Regions from separate parts of the Mus musculus genome. Here all the other regions are linked to region 1. A link is a contact called in public HiChIP or PLAC-seq and capture Hi-C data. All regions are on one chromosome and are shown on one strand. Each heading gives the region's core, a stretch centred on a gene start, on an enhancer-like site or on the middle of the called end of the contact. The rest is flanking DNA. Distances are from core to core; before and after follow the strand shown. Region 1 holds the start of Ppt2 (palmitoyl-protein thioesterase 2). Region 2 holds the start of H2-Ob (histocompatibility 2, O region beta locus). Region 3 has its middle 7.5 kb from the start of Psmb9.

What was found. HiChIP or PLAC-seq counts read pairs in DNA pulled down with a chosen protein or histone mark. Capture Hi-C pulls out chosen DNA fragments and counts their contacts.
Region 2: a capture Hi-C map of macrophages shows a contact between it and region 1, with 2.8 times the contacts expected there. The contact joins the promoter of H2-Ob here to the promoter of Ppt2 in region 1. A contact is called at or near these places in 8 of 484 Hi-C or Micro-C datasets (the G1E-ER4 cell line, the N1E-115 cell line, adipose-derived mesenchymal stem cells and 4 more), 5 of 115 datasets of contacts at active chromatin or transcription factors (bone marrow-derived dendritic cells, bone marrow-derived macrophages, epiblast stem cells and 2 more) and 3 of 9 other capture datasets (embryonic stem cells, macrophages and pancreatic islet).
Region 3: an H3K4me3 HiChIP or PLAC-seq map of bone marrow-derived macrophages shows a contact between it and region 1, with 2.7 times the contacts expected there. The contact joins the enhancer-like site here to the promoter of Ppt2 in region 1. A contact is called at or near these places in 5 of 39 promoter capture datasets (cranial neural crest, embryonic stem cells, hippocampal neurons and 1 more), 5 of 484 Hi-C or Micro-C datasets (B cells, cortical neurons and embryonic stem cells), 3 of 115 datasets of contacts at active chromatin or transcription factors (bone marrow-derived macrophages, embryonic stem cells and large pre-B cells) and 3 of 9 other capture datasets (embryonic stem cells, macrophages and pancreatic islet).

The regions. Positions count from the first base shown.
Region 1 is chr17:34,625,210-34,630,136 of GRCm38.p6, reverse strand. Ppt2 (palmitoyl-protein thioesterase 2) reads left to right here and starts at 2,702. Exons shown (of 9, transcript NM_001302396.1): 1 at 2,702-2,812; 2 at 3,142-3,332; 3 at 3,525-3,678; 4 at 4,206-4,301; 5 at 4,393-4,500. The coding sequence starts at 3,150. Prrt1 (proline-rich transmembrane protein 1) reads right to left here and starts at 573. Exons shown (of 4, transcript NM_030890.2): 1 at 433-573. The coding sequence starts at 451.
Region 2 is chr17:34,236,287-34,240,754 of GRCm38.p6, reverse strand. It overlaps H2-Ob (histocompatibility 2, O region beta locus), which reads right to left and starts at 1,850. Exons shown (of 6, transcript NM_010389.3): 1 at 1,693-1,850. The coding sequence starts at 1,783.
Region 3 is chr17:34,177,695-34,181,973 of GRCm38.p6, reverse strand. No RefSeq gene overlaps it. Among named protein-coding and RNA genes, the nearest start is that of Psmb9, 7.5 kb to the left of the region's middle. Within about 2 kb of position 1,778, at least 21 of the 459 cell types and tissues checked have an H3K27ac peak or open chromatin away from gene starts, as enhancers often do. A contact at or near this core is called in bone marrow-derived macrophages, where this site is marked.

The sequences.
Region 1 (4,927 bases), core at 1,453-3,952:
GGAATCTCATCTCAAAGAAGAAAAAAAATTGTCTTCTAGATATTACTTTCCCAACAACCCAGTCTGATTAAGTCTCCGTTATTTTTCCACTGGGTGTCTCCATGCCACTGAACCGGTGACTGTCCATCTGTCACTCCCAGGGATGATGTCCCTGCAGAACCTGGCTCTGCCTCCCTTTCCATTTCAAAACTGCACCCCCCCCCCATGTTGTTGACAAGGGACCAAGGGACAGAGGCAGACTGACCCGAAGGAAGAGAAGGATGGGATATAGAAAGGGGAGGGGGTGGGGTATGCATGGAGAGAAGGAATGGAACTGAGCCACACAACATCCCAGAGGGGGTCAAAGAAGGGGATTAGGGCAAGTGGAGGTTAGGTAGGAGATGACAGAGGGGGTTGGGGGAGGGATATATATATATATAGTTTTTTTTTTACCTGACTTTTCTGACGACATGTTTGCAATCGTTGGGACAGGGTCTCTGAAGCTGGAGTCAGGGCCCCCTGACTGCTGGCGCAGGAGTCTTAGTGTCTCAGTCCGGGATGGCGCAGCGGCGGTAGCAGCAGCAGCGCGGAAATGGAGAGATGAAGACAGTGTGTGTTGGGGGGGGGGGGTGGCTGGGGGGGAGCTTAAAGGGACCGAGGCAGGGATGGGGGAGAGCTTCAGAAGTCTCCCCCCGAAAAACTCGGTTTCTCTCTGCTTCTGGACCACCTCTTTCCTCCTCTCACCCTGGCAGTCAAGCCCCCAGTTTAGCTCCCTTGGAGTTGTCATGGAAACCGGGAGGCAAGACCAGGCAAGGCGGGTGGGACTAAGAGAAGGAGGGAGGGAGGGAGAAATCTCTAGAGCCTCTCCCGCAAAGACTCGCTGTAGTGATTATATTGTGAGAAGAAGCCAGCTCAATGGATTTACCACACTTATCTCCAGACCCCGTTCAAGCAGTCCCTGCTCATCCATGGGGTTGCTCCCTCAGTTTCCCTCAGAACATCCTGCAAGATAGTTCTAGGTTTCTCCAGGTGTGAGACAGAACTGTACAAAGAGTGGAACCAAGAGGTTCAGACCCCCCCTCCCCCATATACAGCCTGACAATAGAGGTAAGATGCTGACTGTGGCTAAAGAAAAGGAGAAAAAGAAAGCGCCTGTGGGGGTACACAGGTACCTTCTTTCTCTAGGGTTATAAGAAGCTGAAATGCTTCATCAGAGGGAAGCAAGCTCTAATTGCTTGTTTGTGACAGGCAGGTTTGGAAAAGCGTGCTTGTTGGGGGCTGAAGAGTTCTTGGTCCAGTCAGCAGTCACAACCTCTCCTTAAAGCACTCCCTCTCTCCCCCCTCCTCCTGCCCCAAGACGCAGATCCACCCCCGGAGTCAACCCAAGACACAGCGGTGACTTCCACTCTTTTTATTTGCTTTTTGTGTCTTGTAAGGGCGTGGGTGGGGAGGTGGGGTAAGGATAGGCCCTCTACAGAGGTTACACCAGTTGAGCCTTTTTTGCAGAAACCTAGCAGGAGAATCAGAAACACCCCTTTAGGATTTTCCAACTCTCTCCAGAGACAGTTGCTCTAGGACAAAGCCCCTCTGGTGGCGTCCTGGAGAGCAGTCTCCAAAGCCCTGGCTTGAGCCCGTTCCAGGTCTGAGAAATTTTTACCCACGGCCTCATACCGGTGGTTCTGGTTTTTCAACCGTGCATGGATCAGAGGGAACCTTGGACCCATCCCTCCCACACCATCTTCAATACACGCTTCTGGTTTTATTAAGTTCAGATTAAACAAAGTCCCTGAGTACAGGCCTTGAAGCTCAGAAACCCTGCAAACTTATTTAATTGCTAAGTAAAAGCACTGACGGATAAAGGCTATTCCCTGGCACTCCGGCGCGCCGTAGGGGTCACGGGTAGGCCGAGTGGTGCCAGCGCCCGCAGCGGGGAGGAAGTCTGCCTGCACTGGCAGGGTTTGTGTCGCCAGCAGCCCGCAGGGATCTGAGGAGCAGTTTGTCGGGGTCGCTCAGGATTGAAAGACTGGTGGAAATCCTGTGGTGAGTCCTTGAAGCCCACGGGGCCCCACGCCCATATAAGGTGGGTCCGGGAGGGTGGGTCGTGAATGCGGAGATAAAAGTAGGGCCAGAGAAACTGGGTCAGGCTGCACTTCACTTGAGGGGCCTGGAGGACTCTCGGCGTCTCCGGAGACAAGGGCACAACACGCACTTCAAAGTGAAGAGTTGTAAGGCGCTGATCCGGAGCGGGAGGGCAGGCAGGAGTGGGAAGAGGGGCTCTTCAGCTGTGATCGGCCTGGCACTCTGGCCTAACACAAGCCTGGCGTCCAGCGATAGAAGCGGGAGTCGCCTTTCGTCAGTCCTAACCTCCCCCCTCGCACGTTTTCTTGGGCTCTGCTACGAAGCCAGACAGCCTGGATTGGAAAGTGGGCCGCATTAAGGAGGGGAAGTTGCACCCCTGGGTGGCTGGATGCAGCTGAAGCCTAGGAATGCCTTCTTTAGAAACCCAGTATTATCTTTTTCTGCTGTTGCCTCTCCCCATCCGGCTAAATGGATCGCTCTGTCTATTTCCTCCCCAGTTCTTTGGGTGCAATGGAATGTTCCATTGCCCCTCCGGTCCGCTGTCCGCGTTGCAGGGGACGCTCGCCCTGTTGCCAGGGAAAGTCCCGGACGTGACGGCTTTGCGCGACCCCGAGCAGCACCCCCCCCCCCCCCCCCGCGCCCCGTCCGTCATCCCACTGCGCGCTCTCCTTGTCCCCCTATCCCCGTATCCGGTGGATTACAGACTAGGTACAAGTAAACAGCTGGCGGAACGAAGCCTCCAGACACAGACCAGGTGGGAGTTTCCACTCTCCGTGTGTCCTGGGCCGCTGTTCCCCGGCCTTTGCAGATCCCAGAGTAGTGAATGGCCGAGGTGATGCTTAAGGGAGATCCTGGGCCTTGGGACAAAGTCCCTTGGGCGCCAAGTTGGGGGCGGGACTTAGGGTGAGCATTGGTGCATGGAGGTGGTAGGTGTTTGTGCCGAGCCATCTGGATGGAGTAAGTTAAAAGTAGCCTTCCCTCATACGGACCAGGAGTAGGAGCGGAGGCCGGAGAGTTGCTTGCTGTGAGTCTGTTGGGAGTGGAGAGGCGTCGTCTCCCTCACGGCCTCTCGTTCCTTCTCAGGTGGGAGCATGCCGGGGCTATGGAGGCAGAGGCTTCCTTCGGCTTGGGCTTTGCTTCTCCTGCCGTTCCTGCCGCTGCTGATGCCCGCAGCCCCCGCAGCCCACCGCGGGTCCTACAAGCCCGTGATCGTGGTGCACGGGCTCTTTGACAGTTCATACAGCTTCCGCCACCTGCTGGACTATATCAATGAGGTCTGTGGGGGATACTGAATGGATATAAAGTGGCTGGGGGAGGAAGCGTGGGCAGATGAAAGACAGCCAGCCCCTCTAGGCTAGTTTTCAGGGTACTGCTCCCCGCACGGGGAGAGCTGAGGGATGGGGGTTCCTGCAAGCACAGTGAATACACTTTGTCCAACCTAGTGCCGCATTGCCCCTTTCCCACAGACACACACCGGGACTGTGGTGACAGTGCTTGATCTCTTCGATGGCAGAGAGAGTTTGCGGCCCCTGTGGGAACAGGTACAAGGGTTCCGAGAGGCTGTGGTCCCCATCATGGAAAAGGCCCCTGAAGGAGTGCACCTCATCTGCTACTCCCAGGGTAAGCAACGCACACTCTTAACTCCCAACCCCCGTCTGAGCTTGACCCTTATCTAAGGCCTACTTTCTGGCGTTTGTGTCCTGAGTGGGAGGGAGGGTTCCTTCTGTGCTCATTGGCCATGGTTCTTAGATTTAAGGAATTACAGAGCAGCTAAAAGCATTTCAGTTGGTCAGAGGCCTAAACTCGCACCATGGCTCCATCATGTGACCTGTGACCCGTGCTGGAATGGAGTGTATCGGAGGCCTGGGATTCTGAGAGACAGGAAGTAAGGATCACTCCAGTGGCTATTCTTAAGACCCTTTCGGAGCTGGAGAGATGGCTCAGCGGTTAAGAGCACTCACTGACTGCTCTTCCAGAGGTCCAGAGTTCAATTCCCAGCAACCATGTGGTGGCTCACAACCATCTGTAATGAGATCTGATGCCCTCTTCTGGTGTGTGTGTCTGAAGACAGGGACAGTGCACTCATATACATGAAATAAATCAATCAACCTAAAAGACCATTTCCAACACTGGTGCTCTGCTTCCAGGGGGCCTGGTGTGCCGTGCTTTGCTGTCTGTCATGGATAACCACAATGTGGACTCTTTCATCTCCCTCTCCTCCCCACAGATGGGCCAGTATGGAGGTGAGTGGGCACTGTGGGTGCCATAGAAGGCAGTATAGTGTGTTCGGGGCACAGAGATTTGATGGCCCTTGGCATGGCGGTTCTCTTTCAGACACGGACTATTTGAAATGGCTCTTCCCCACGTCCATGCGGTCTAACCTCTATCGGGTCTGCTATAGTCCTTGGGGCCAGGAATTTTCCATTTGCAACTACTGGCACGGTGAGTGGGCCTCCGTGGTCGGGGTGCTACGGAGGATGAGGCCTGTTGCTCCCAATCTGACATAACCAAAGCAATCGCTTCCATTTAACACTTATAAAATAGACACTGTTCAGAATGTGGTGTGCAAACCAGCCAGTTGCCTCAAAGAGTGTAGTCTGATGCAAAAATTTAAAAAAAAATGGCTTATTGCCATGGACCACCCCAGTCTGGTATAGGGGGTCCCTGAAATGAGGGTCCTCGAAGCCTAGGTGGGTAAGGATTTGGTAGTGACAAACAGAAACAAACACAGAGGCAGTTTGAATCTGAGTGTTTTGCAGCTCTCAAGCAGGGGATCTTATACATTAAAAGAACAAATATTAGAACTCTGAAAAAATATATTCACTGACTCACAAACAGAACATGTGATGATTAATAGAAATCATCCAAG
Region 2 (4,468 bases), core at 601-3,100, 390 kb after region 1:
ACCCAGTCCCCATGTCATGTCCCACCCCCATCTGTCCCCCACCCCAGTTTTCCCAATCCCCATCCCTAACCCCCTTGTCTTTCCTCCCCATTATTCCCCCACCCCTCCCTCACCTTGTCTCCCCATCCTCACCCCCTGTGTGCCCCCTGTCCCTGGTTCCCCTCGTACCTGTCCCTGTCCCCCACAGTCCCTGTGTCCTCCTTTCTCCCCCATCCCCATCTTCCCTGTCCTCCCCTCCCCCTCCCCTGTTATTCTCCCCCACCCCTTATCTAACACGTGGTTCCTAGGGATTGAACTCAAGTTGTCAGGTTTGGCAGCAAGTGGCTTTAACCACTGAGCCATCTTTCGGCCCATTCTATGTTTCTGAACACTACACTCATGTTGAAGGCAAACTTGGAATGGTATTCATGGGGAAGAAGAGGAAGGAGACGGGACAGGAAGAGAAAGACTTCTTGTGATGACAGCGTGCTGTGGCTCAGTTCTGTGCGCTTGAAAATGATAAAGCAGGCAGACCTCCATGAAGCGGCTAAGCTGCGACTTGAAGGATAATGAGCTGTGGGTCTGTTTATTCCTAAGCTCAGCAGTCTCCTCCAGCAGTGCTCAGCCACCCCCTGAGAATGACTTCCATGACCATCCAGGCCCCTCTGAGGGCCACTGAGTTCAGACGAGGTGCCAGCCTCCAGTCCCTCAGCATGTCTACCCTTCTCTGTTCCCTCTTTACAAGCTAAAGAGAAAGTATATGGGGTTTTCATCATCATCTAAAACTCCGTGCTGTTTTTTTTTTTCCCCATTTGTCAAATGGACGTGATAAACTCAGAGCGGTTTTTGTTCTCCGAGAAAACGGATGCCCCTCCTAGGCTTGTTCCTCTTCTGTATTTAATGAGACTGGCGTTAGAGGGGAGTCTTTTCTTAGCATATCACATCCTGTTTTCTGCTCACAAGCCTGAGTTTTCATGGTCTAGCAACGCTGGTGTTTGCATAGCCCGTCTCCCAGTGAAAAAACAAGCTGTACACAGCAACCTGAGGCCAAAGATAACTAACATACTCAACTTGTCTGAGCTCTCAACTTCACTCACACCTCAAAACTTCTCAGGACGATGCTGAACGCTAACCAGGAGCTTAATAGTTGGAGATGTGATTTCCAATTTCACCAGAAAGCCATAAAAGGAGTAGATGCTCGTAGAGAAAGCTCAGCTGCTCAGACTCCGGCTTTCAAGGTTCTAGTGTCTGATGTTGATGCACAAGGAGCCCAACAGGGGAAAATGTCTCCTTCCTCCCTCCCTCCCTCACTCCCCTCCTCACTCCCCTGGTATCTGTGTCTTGGGTGTGAGAAGACCTTTCCAGGCAGTTCTTTGTGGGTGCTGAGGAGCGCATGAGCTTCCTGGTCAGTGGGGGGGTGGGGGGGGCTCTTTTTTTTTTTTTTTGGTTTGTCAAGACAGGGTTTTTTTCTGTGTAGCCCTGGCTGTCCTGGAACTCACTCTGTAGACCAGGCTGGCCTCAAACTCAGAAATCCACCTGCCTCTGCCTCCTGAGTGCTGGGGTTAAAGACGTGTGCTACCACCACCTGGCTGGGGGGACTCTTTAAAGTCAGAGCCACTCTAGTCTGAGACTTTGGTCCACAGAGAATGGGGAGAGTTAGCCCCGTGCCAATTCCAGAAAACCACACCCAGAATCAAACCCCTCTCTTCTTACCTGGGGAGTCTCTGCCTTCAATCATGAAGGAATCCAGCCTCATGAGGTTCACCAACAGAGCCACCACCCAGGGGGCCCTCCCAGCGCCCATTCTGGAGGGGACAAAGGGGCAATGAAGAGACTGATACACCTATTTAGAATAGAGCTGTCTTCCACACAGCTGAAAAAAAAAATAGATAGGTAATTATGCAGCCTCCTTCACACTGTTAACCAATCAAGAGCGAAGACTTTGCATCATTTGTTGCTAGGCAGAACACTTTGCTAACACTGTGTGATAAAAGCCAAGAACTGGTTACCTGGAGAGTCAGTGTTGGCTGTTGAAATGTGGGAAAATGGACCAGCATCGGGAGAGAAAAGTCTACAGAGTATGAGGTCCTAGAACAAAGTAGGTTGTTTATTGTGTATTCTGCTGCCTTCACTTAGTAGGGTCCCTGAATTAGTCTGACCAACAGGTCTCCCTTCCTAGAGAGTGACTGACATTGACTGCAGAGGGTACTGAACTATGTAAATAGCTTTGTGGATTGTAGCTTAAAGGGGGTTGATGGCAGCTCGTCAGCAAAAGCAGAAGACAGGCTGTGCTGTGCCTTGTATGCCAAGCAAGGAGAGGAGGGAAGAGGAAAACAAAGACAGAAAGACAAACAGGAAGGCATAATTCTCAAAAGAATAAAATCGTGCAAATATACTCATAAAGACAGAATAGAAGGAAGCATTGGGGACCAAGTCAGTAAGATGGTGGGATGGGATTCTATAGAACACATTAGCTGGCAGAACGAGTGTAGCCTGAGCTACAGAGTGAGACCCTGGCTCAAAATGACAATAATAATAATAATAATAATAATAATAATAATAATAATAATAATAATAATAAATGACACTGTGCTGAAAATATTATGGGAAAAAGTATAAATTAATCGATTAATTGACCTCTGCTGCCTTGGTCAGGTTTCTGCTGCCGTGACGACCACCACAGCCAAAGCTACTTCACAGTAGCTTAGAAGGAGGCTGAAAGCTATTGAAGGAAAGGGCTTATTTCACCTTACAGCAGCTTATGTTCCATCACTGGGGGAGGTCAGGGCAGGAGCTCAGGGAGGAACCTCGAGGCAGGAACTGAAGCAGAAGGGAGCTGCTTACTGGCTTGCTCCACATGGCTTGCTCAGCCTGCTTTCTTAAACTGCCCAAGACTCTACCTCCCACAGTGGGCCAGGCCATTCCTCATCAATAAATAGTCAATTAAAAGAAAATGTCCTCTAGACTTGCCTAAGACAATCTGATGGGGACATTTTCTCAATTGAGGTTCCCTCTTCCCAGATGACCTAGCTTAGGTCAAGTTGACAAGCACACACACACACACACACACACACACACACACACACACACACATGCACATACACGTGCATGCATGCACAAAGTAAAATTAGCCAGTATACTTACCAAGATAATGTAATGATGTATATATTATGCATGGAATTTTATCCTATTGATATGTTTGTATACATGCATTTTAGCATCTAAGCAAGACATTGTGAGCAATGGCCAAAGATTTGTAATAACATCACCCAGCTACCTGCTGGTTCTGTACAGCCCAGAAGATAATCTATGAAAGCTGTGCTTTTCATTCAAGATGAATGTGTTCATTAAATGTATAGCAAGCAAAATAAATAGAATAAATAAATAGCCAGTAGCAGACAGAGGTAGCAGGTAATTATAACTTTAATTTTTTTCAGATCCTATTTTTTTATTTTTATAAGTACACTGTAGCTGTCATCAGACACACCAGAAGAGGGCATCGGATCCCATTACAGATGGTTGTGAGCCACCCCACCATGTAGTTGCTAGGAATTGAACTCAGGACCTCTGGAAGAGCACTGACTGCTCTTAACCTCTGAGCCATCTCTCCAGCCTCCTCAAATCCTATTTTTAGTGGTGGTCCTTAAACACTTTAACCTCCCTTGTAGCCCACCACCCTCCAGAGGTAGTGGAAAAGAAAGGACATGAGGGAAATGGACCTGTGTAGAAAGGTTCTTTGGAGCAACTCCCTTCTGTGTTGTCTGGAAATCAGCAGTTCAGTTCACAGGTCAGCAGCAGCAGCTTGATCCACTCACAAACACTTCATGCAAACACCAGCAGTCTGGTTGAGTCAAGTTAACAACATCGGTGATATGTTCTAGCAGCGACAGCCAGGCCTCAGCCTCGACTTGAGTCAGCATGAGGGACCGGGAGGAATGCCATGAAAAGTTCTTGGCTGTGCCTCTCTCAATGAAGCAAAAGTCAGCAAAGACTCGAAATCAGTAAGAGTTGAACAGCTACCTCTACCAGCAAGCCAAGCTCAGCCTCCATTGCTGTCTGTTGAGTCCTTTTTATACTCTCTCCAAACATCAGGTCTCCTCCACAGGGCTTGCCTTAGTACATGCATCTGTCTCGGCTGACATCACTCTGCCTATCAACCCAAGTCCTTGGAAGCAACAAGAACCTGCAGCACACCACCAGGAGATTTTTGGTGCATTTCTCTCTATGGAGTCCTGACAAATGCAGCTCAACTACACAATGCAAAGTGGACCAATACATGATCAAGAATTCTTCATTATGTGTCCTTACATCTACTTGCTTTAGCAGAACATGCTCTCGAAACGTTCCTTCATGAGTCTGACTTAGCCTTTCACCCCTGTGTCCACGCTAATGAAACAGTCCTTCACGTGTTTGCAAAACACCATCCAACACAACTGACTTTCCAAAGAACCCCTAAGTTTCCACTTCAGGTAATAGCAGAAGGCCATCC
Region 3 (4,279 bases), core at 529-3,028, 450 kb after region 1:
CGAGACTCAGTGAACTTCTAGACAGTAAGAACTGAGATTTAAAATGGAATCTGTGAAGTTCGACATTAAATTGAAGACCTTCTTGTTCTTTATCCCCATGCCAAACACTTTCTCCAGAGAAAGAGAGCGGAGCACCCTGGGAGAAAAGCCCTCAGATATGAGAGGTCACTGTGGGTTGACTTCTTTTTAATTTTATAGATTTGTTTACTTTCATTGTATGTGGTTTTTTTTTTCTTCCTGCATGGATGTGTGCAGGTCCCTGTAGAGGCCAGAAGAAGGACACTGGAAACTGGAACTGGAGTCTGCTTGCAAGCTGCCATGTGGGTGCTGGGAACTGAACCCGGGCCCTCTGCAAGAACAGCCAGGTGCTTAACCACTGAGCCATCTCTCCTGCCCCTGGATGGGTTGTAATATTGTAGATCCTGTGCTGAGGAGATGGCTCAGTCAATAAAGGGCTAGCTGTGCACAAAAATTTGGGACCAGATTGCCAGCACTTACTTAAAAACCAGGTACAGTGACACCTACCTAGAACTTCAGTACTGGGGAGGCAGAAACACAGACCCGTGGAACACATTGACCAACAAAATCAATGAGTTCCAAGTTCAGTTAGAAACCCTGTCCCAAAAAGTAAGGTAGAGAGAGACTGAAGAAGTCACCTGCTAATGACCTGTGGCCTCCACATGCCACACAGGATAAATAATGCTTTAAAATAATTCAAACCACAAAAATTGCACAGGACAGCTGAACACAGTTCAAAGGTAAAGCTAAAAAGAAAGATATGGTTTCACTTTGGGGCTCACAGATGAGGGTACAAACCATTGCCCCTGACAAGCAGCTCATGGGTGTCCCAGGAGCCATGTTAAACAGCTCTCAAACCCCATGGTTTCATGTCCTTAGGCAGGGTCAATCATTCCCTTCATCCTGTCAGATGAAGGCTCAGTCACCCTGAGGTGGTTTGTGTCTTCAGAGCTCAGGGCCATTTTGCTAATAACTAAATGAGCAGGCGTAGTCAACTGAACCTTGAGTATGAATCTGAGCACACAGATCCAATATGCTCTGTATGGTCCCGCTCCTTTGAAACCGGGTGCTTGTGGTGGGTCATCTAAACTCAATGCCTGGATCTGCTTCTAACTCTGTTGTTTAATTTTTTTTTAAATATAAATGATAGTTTAAGAGCCCACCCCTTCCCCTCGTCTCTCCAGAGTATGATGACCACTGAGAACTCTGGATAGGATTCAGAAAGCAGGAACTGAAAGTGGCCAGTGAGCAGAGTCAGAACTCCCAGCATGCCCTGAAACCAGCCCCGGTGCACCCTGCTCAACTGCAGCCAGGAGGGAGGTCTCCCTGGTGAGGGGAACGGAGAAGGGGTCAGGTGGGGACTCTCCGAACTCAGTTAGCCTTAACACCTCAAGCCTGTGACATGTCTGAACCAGCACCACACAGCCAGCCAGCAACAAGCTGAAATGCAAACGCATTCACACTGGAAGGCTTCGTTCTATCAATCAAACAACTGTATCATTCGTTCCAAGAGTTTGAAACATCTCCCAGAGGCAAGATTAAAAAAAAAAAAAAAGCATCTGAGACAAAGGGAAACTGAGGGTGAGAAAAATAAATAAAGCCAAAGACTAAAACAAATGTACAACAGAACTGTCAAGAAATAACATGGCCCGTGGGTAATGGTCAAAGTTCTATTCCCTGGATCCACGTGGTCAGGGAAGAATGCAGAGCCCTTGAAGCTGTCCTCTGACCTCAGGGCACACAGGCATCTTGCACAACAGACAGACAGACAGACAAATAAGCATATACCACGTGGCGCTAGCTTACAAGGGCTGGCAGACCCACCGAAACACTTGAGAGTTCTGAAAGACAGTTGTTAACCACTGGCAACTTGATGTTGTCTGCAGTGGAAATATCTAAGACCATGGAAACCGAAAACACTACAAGTTGGGACTTTTTGAGTTCTCAAATGGCCAATTTAACAGTACAGGTATTGGTCACAAACTATCAAACAGGCAACAGCTGGTTCTGAGCCACAAGGCAGTAAGAGCAAAGAAAGAAAGAAAACCAGGCAGAAGACTAATAAAATTCCGTCTTTAAATCTCCATCTCAAATACCAAATGCGATATTCAACTTTTGAAGCCAAGTAGGACCAGGACTGAGTGGTTTATACTTGTACTAAAGCAATCCCTAGTCAGTTTCAAAGAGCCAGAGTCCCAGTGGTTTATGTTTATACTAAAGCAATCCCTAGTCAGTTTCAGAGAGCCAGGGTCCCAGAAACTGTGCTCTGTAACAGCCTGGCAACTTGGCAACAAATAGACACTTAGAATCCTCGTGCTTTGGAAACTAACAAAACATTGCTCACGGGGATTTAGGATAAAACCCCAAATGAAGTAACTCATTTACTGGGAAATGGCTGGTAAAAATGTTACATATGGAAAATGCTACATGTTACTAGAGAGGCAGAGCCTGCAGATTCTGAATTCAAAGCCAGTCGAGAATAGACAAGAAAGACCTTGTCTCAAAAAAAAAAAAAAAAAAATTCCGTGTCCAGGAAAGCAGAGGGGAGACTGTCTATAGGAAGAGAAGTCATGTCTACAGGAAGGGGACAATGAAAGGGAACGCTTGATCAAAGTCTTGTCCCATCTAGGGTTACTATTACTGCAATGAAACCCCAGGACCAAAGCTACCTGGGAAGGAAAGCGTTCATCCTGTTTACACTTCCACATAGCTGTTAGTCACCGAAGGAAATCAGGACAGGAATCTGGAGGCAGGAGCTGATGCAGAGGCCATGGAGGGGCGTCATCACTTGCTCAGCCTGCTTTCTTATAGAAGCCAGGACTGCCAGCCCAGGAATGGCGCCACCCACAATGGGCTTGGCCCTCCCCTATCAATCACTAATTTAGAAAGTTGTTCCAGACGTTTTCTTAAGCCATCCTCTCAAGATGACTTTAGCTTATGTCAAGTTAGCCCAAAACTACCCAGCACAGTACTTATATGATAATGTCTTCATTAGACCCGATATGATACTATGCAAAACAAAAAAAATCATGTCAACTTCTGTAGGATGTAGATAAATATACACTTTGAAAGAATTATATTCCTTCAAATATAGTTATTTGGGCCCTCAAGATATTGCAGTGGGTAAAAGCACTTGTTGACTGAGTCTGATCTTGAGTGCAAATCCCAGATCCTACTGTGGAAGGAGAGGGCTGACTCCTGAAAGTTGTCCTCTGACCTCTAGGCAGCCCTACAGTGTGCGCGCACAACACACACTCACACACCACCACCACCACCACCACCGCCACTACTTCCAATGCAAATAAATTTAAGAAAAAAATAAATTTTTTGTTATAACAGGAGAAATTAAAAGCAAATGACCTAAAAATTCTCAAAAATCCATGAAAGAGCCGGGACTGGTGATATAGACCTTTAATTCCAGCACTTGGGCGGTAATGGCAAGAGGAAGAGCTTTCTGAGTTCAAGGCTAGCCTGGTCTGCATAGTGAGTTCCAGGCTAGCCAAGGCTACATAATCAGACCTTGTCTCAAAAAGCAAAACAAACACTTGGGGCAAGTGCTGGACAGATGGCTCAGAAGCTAAAAGCACATCTTGTTTTTGCAGAGGACCCAAGTTCAATTCCCAGCACCCGCATGATGGCTTACAACCATCTGTGACTCCAGTTCCAGGGGATCCTGCACCCTCTTTGGCTTCCTCCGGCACTGCATGCACATGATGCACATATATCCAAACAGGCAAAACACTCATCCACATAAAATTAATAAATCTTTAGAAAAAAAAAAGAAAACCACAGACTACTGTCACCAAGGACTGGAGTTCAGCTCCCTGTACCCACACCAGGTAGTACATGGCTGCTTGTAACTTCAACCCTTTACTGGATCATGACGTAGATCCACTAAAGGGTTTCATCTGCGTTAGGGCTTTGTGCACAAAGATCGCTGTTCCCTTGACATGAGGGGCCCAGGACTCCTTAGTTCTCCACGATTGGAACTGGATTCCTATTGTTTCTGCCATGGCCCTCAACTGTAACCTTCTGGGCTCCCAGGCTTCTTAATAGACTTTACTGCTGCCAGGGTTTTTAAAGAAACCTTTGAAAAGACTCTTTCCCTCTCCTCCCACCCTCATGATCACTCCCTCAACCCCCATGATCTTGCATAAGTCCATGAGTTACAGACCAGTGGGAACTGGTCGAAATAGCAAAAACTTTCAATTGACCTTCCTAAGAAAAACCATCTTAGGACAAGGGAGAAATGACAGAAGAG